Linked DNA regions of Siniperca chuatsi: region 2 is linked to region 1. A link is a contact called in public Hi-C data. All regions are on one chromosome and are shown on one strand. The core of a region is the stretch at or near the end of the contact, and the rest is flanking DNA. Distances in the headings are between cores, read along the strand shown. Region 1 holds the start of LOC122866136 (formin-binding protein 1). Region 2 overlaps LOC122866136 (formin-binding protein 1).

Region 1 (2,559 bases), core at 21-2,520:
TTCTAGCTAAACACAAAGGAATTATTGTCATTAAACTTAATGCTTATTTAATGATTCACATAATTAATCACAGTGATCATGATGACCATGATAATGATAACTGCTGATACGGTGAATGTTTTATGTCTGAATGTGATCGGTCAGTATAAATAGAGTATATTGAGGTATCTGACTGGGCTTGCCACAAAATAAGTGTTTTTGTCTTTTTACAACTGTTTTGACTTCCCTTAATAACGAATAAGATTATTTGATGCCTTTAATACAGTTATTTACCTTTTTTAAATTACTAGTGTCAACAGCTGTTTTTACATGTGCTCTATAAATAAACTTTTTCAGGAGAGACCATGGCCAAGAGGGGAGCATCACAACACTATTACAACAATAAATACAAACAACTTAAACAGACTAAGACAACTGTCACACACTACAAAATAGTATACAAAATATCCGGTTAAAATGCAATAAAAGAGTATAGACAAAATCCACTTTTGTCTATTTTCCAGACCAAATCAACAGTCCCTGAGGACTATTGATGTAGAAATGCATTCTGAACTTAGCTGTCATTATAAAGTCAGGAAAGGAATATTATCAATAGGAACAAGATGGAGCCACTATAAGAAGGCAGGGATTGAAAAAAAAAATGTAAATGCACTGATCATTTGCAATCTTGGGATTAATTATGGGGATGCTGGGTGCCTCAAATTTATCCACAATTAGTTTTCCATATAGATTAATAGCTGATATCAGGTCATAATTATGTTAACAGAGCATCCAAAGGTCACCAGTAGGGCTCAAAGTTTTGAATAAACTCATAGTTAAGCTTGTGCAAGGGGCAGAAAGGCAGACTGCCATCACTACATATATTTTTTCCCCTTTTATGATGCTGCCTTCCACCAGCTGAGCAGCAGGTTTTTAGCAGCACTTTTCTATCTTCTGATTCTTTGTGCATCAAAGTTTATAAACCCTGCACCTCCAACACACATCCTGTGGGCAAAGTGGAAGCTTGTGGCTGCTGTGGGGTATGTGTAAAGTAAATCTAGGATGTTCAGCGACATGCATGATTACTTTACGTCTTATCAAAGACAAAGACAGAAAGAGAAAGTAGGGTCGGTTGCCCAGAAGTTTGTTTTAAACCCTCTAGGGGTATTCAATGAAACATCTGCCATGGGTGGTGACCTTTTTGACCCCCCTCCCCATGTTCCTTCAGCATTTAACGCATTTCAAAACATGGCTTCTCATCAGTTCAAACGCACAAGGAAGAGTGGGTGAGCACCGATATTTGTAAAGGCTTTACTGGACTGCCCTGCAGAGACACCCCCCACCATCCTTTTTTTCCCCTTCTTGCCTGTGCGCGCGCAGGAGCAGCTGTCATTGGGTCGAAGCGGGTGCCCGCGCGCTGCATATAGCGAGACTATCCTGTTTGAAGATTATGCTGCAGCTCCTGGCCATCTTGTATCCTTGACAGGATGAGACGTTGAAAAAAATAAATAAAACGAGTATAGGAGGCCCCTTTTTTCGTCGTTGACAGACGAATACCACAAACGCTAAAATCAGGTTTGTGTGTGCTGAAAACACCTCTTACGAGTTGTGGATTATTTCGAGGACATCGTACTGAAACCATGAGCTGGGGGTCAGAGCTATGGGTGAGTCTCACTGCACTTGTATCGTTTGTTCACGCTTTTTATTGAGCTTGTATGGACCTAACGGTTCTCAGATAAAATAAACGTGCGTGTGGCAAGGCGCAGTGGCTACATGTTTGCCGCTAAAACGACGTTTAGTATCCGCTGTTTTGCGCGTGTTCAGCCTCTGACGCTAGCCAACTAATTTGTAGCGGTGTTCACTGAAGCTTAATGTGTGTTTGTTCTGATGTCGGCAACGCTGACTTGTGTTACATTTCGTTTCAATATCAGTAACATGATGTAGCTAGTTGGCAAAGGAGGGTATCCGTGGAAAAGCTAGCTAACCATCCATTTTAGTTTACATTTGAGCATTTTGAACCACGCTTCGCACACACCCCCTCACAATATAACAGCTAACGTTATTCCTGCGGGGCTAAGTTGTTGAATCTGTTCGTGTTACAGTGACACTTGTTTTTTTTTTGTAACGGTTTCATAAATGTTTAACAAGCTGGTAAATTGCGTGCATTTTACAGGTTGTATAATCACTGTCAGTAGAGGAAGTAGATGAGGGTAAGTTCTCTTATTTATCTGCATAACGTTACAAAAGGGTGTTGAAGCACTGCTGTTTTGTAGCAAACAGTGGTGAAAAGTAACTGGTTAACTCACTAGTTATTGCACTGAAGTAACAATTAAATAACTACTTAAATAGCTTGCTAATTTTACTCCAGATACTTTTATCATCAAGATGATTAAAAAAAAGTTGACATTTATGGCAAACATCTTTTATATATATTTTTATTTTATTCACAACATTTGAAATTTAGCATTCAAATCTGGGACTAATAAACTATTTGCATGTCTGATAGGTTAGTCTTAGATGTAGTCTTGACACTAAATCAGGGGGATCTAGGATAACCTTATATCTTATTAATTTTTTGGT
Region 2 (2,559 bases), core at 20-2,519, 55 kb after region 1:
CTTCATCCCACATCACATGTATCAGCTTGAGGTTTCTTGTTGCTCACTGTTGTCCTGCAGCTGTTTCAGGGCTTCCCCACTGAGCATCTACTAGGGGTCAATTCACAAAGTGTCACAAGCACCTGAGGCTGTGGGGGATTATGGGTGTGAGGATACTATTCATCCCAGCAATCACCCCTACTTGCTATTTAAATCTCACTGTCAGGTGGATGTAACATTAGGCGAGGTGTTGGTCACACTTTGGATCTGGGTTCAGCCTAAAGTACCCAGAATTCACCCCTCCAGGGCTTTGTTTGTGCTGGTGTGCCATACTGCAGCGATGTTAACTGTCTGTAAGGGCCATATTATACCTGTATATCTATGTCTGTCTTGGTGGTTGGAAAGAGTCCAGGTAGATCTATGAACCAGGGCCCGTATTTATCAAACACTAATCATCACACTAAAGAAGGAGTAAAAAAATCTTCGCTGAAAGTCGAGAATAAAACACATTTATCATGCGACTTAATCCCACTTACAGTAAAGTGCAGCTCTCAAGTGATCGCATGATTTATCACACGTATACTCAGAGCAGGACTACCCAATCAGGGACTCTGCATCTGCCCCAGTGTTCATTCTTTAAAAAAAATCCTTTTTAATAAGTTATATTTTATTCCACAAAAACATATGTGATTTAAATTTAAAAGTTTAATTTATTTGTGTGAAGGTCTTAATGCTTGTAGTAGTAATTAACATGCGAAATTGACAGCAATCCAATATATTTATAATAAATAAATATACAAATATGGATGAAACAATGTGAAATTGGCTGAAATGGAAACAAAAGGAAAACCAAAGTGGAGCAGAAAAGAAAGAGTGTAGCCCACCTCTGTCTCTGTACTGCAGTCATCTAAGATCTACTCTTAACCAACTTCAGAGACCTCTGGAGCTCTTTTAAATTTAAGAGCATTTTTAAGTTGTAAGAAATGTGATAAATAATAGCTTTTACTTAATTTCTCTTATACCCAGATTCATTAGAATATAGTCCATATCTGAACCACTACAAACAGAAAAAAGGCCCAAACGAGATCCTAACCTAGAGTTTATGAAGCATTTTTATTACTTATACTAACACAAAAAATACTCTCAGTGATATGCATGCATGTATGTAAGTGAAGCTTCACACATGTGGAAATGTAACAATGTAACGCCTCCCTCTCGCCTCTCTGGGAGGTGAGAGGGAGGATCACAAGGCGTCATAGTGAGGACCATAACAGGCCATTCCAGGTGGATGACTTGATTAGTGGACTAAAGTGAGTAGAGCTCCACAGTGCACCAGCCTGTGAGCCTCTAACAGGATTACAAGTCATCTGCTCCAGCTCTACCGGCCAAAGATTGTTAACCTGCTCTCTACTCTGTTCTTTGTATTCAAAACATAACCACATCCTCTCAAAAATCACTCAGCAGATGGTGTAAATGAGCTGTTAAAACACTTTTACAACCATGTCTTTTGTTCTTTTTGCTTGTTCTTTTACTCTACTTGCCTTTTAGTTCATAATTACTCTTTATTTGTTTTGTATCTTCATTCAGCCACTTTCATTTGAGATATATATATATATATATATATATATATATATATATATATATATATATATATATATATATATATATACCTGGATATGTGTAGATTTTTCTTCGTTACAAGTGAGTTTTGATACTTTGGTTTTGAAGGGGTCTCTCCAGCTTGTCTGCGTTCAGTATCTGCCTTCATGTCAACGTATGGATCTGCTAATGTCATACATGCTTTTGGCGCCCTCTGCTGTCTCTTGCGTGTCATTGTAATGGCAGCAGAGAGGGATCAAGAAGTAAAGGGTACATCCGTCCTTGTCGCAGTCATTATCCCTCTACTTCTTTCTTTACATTTATTTTCACTTGTCTTCCCTTAATTTTTTTCTCATTCAGTACTTCATGCTTGTGCAGTTGGTTGGCCTTTTTGCCAATTTATTTCTCATTTTTCAGTAACCCATCATTATACAAATGTTAAACTTCACCACATTAGAAAAGAATGGGGAGTTTATAGCTGAAACTGTTGCTGAAAGAGCTTTTTCATAATTGAACTAGCATATAAATCCTGATCCTTCAGATACCCTCTTTTCCTTAGATGGTGAAGTTTGGCAAAGCAAAGCGATATCATAAAATACATGTAAACAGTTTTTGTTTAAAGGAAAATGAAACAAATGGCCGTAATATTCTCCTGATGTTGACTTTTGTCTGTTGTCTCTTTCTCTCTCCTGCTCCTCGCCATTTCTCTCTTCTCTCCTCCCATGAAGCTTTCTCTCAAGCTGGTAAGCATGACCGTATAACTGCACGACCATAGCGGCATGACCATAGCACGCATGTCACGTCCTCCCAGTAACACGTTGTTAATAACGTTCTGTACGCCGTTATGTTTTTGTTGTGCTCTCTTTTTTATTTTTGGATTTAATTTAATAATTTAATTTTTGCTGTGACACAACGATGGACCTCAGACTCATGTCGTTGTCTCATTTGTATGTTATTTTGTTGTTTGTTTGTTTTTATGTC

What was found. Hi-C and Micro-C count contacts between places; a contact is called where the count stands out from the background.
Region 2: a contact with region 1 is called in a Hi-C map of an unstated tissue, with 7 times the contacts expected there. The contact joins the enhancer-like site here to the promoter of LOC122866136 in region 1. A contact is called at or near these places in 2 of 3 Hi-C or Micro-C datasets (skeletal muscle and an unstated tissue).

The regions. Positions count from the first base shown.
Region 1 is chrLG18:6,390,309-6,392,867 of ASM2008510v1, forward strand. It overlaps LOC122866136 (formin-binding protein 1), which reads left to right and starts at 1,271. Exons shown (of 15, transcript XM_044175422.1): 1 at 1,271-1,643. The coding sequence starts at 1,620.
Region 2 is chrLG18:6,445,317-6,447,875 of ASM2008510v1, forward strand. All of the region lies in intron 9 of LOC122866136 (formin-binding protein 1), which reads left to right. Among protein-coding and RNA genes, the nearest start is that of LOC122866136, 55 kb to the left of the region's middle. Within about 2 kb of position 1,270, the one cell type or tissue checked has an H3K27ac peak away from gene starts, as active enhancers do.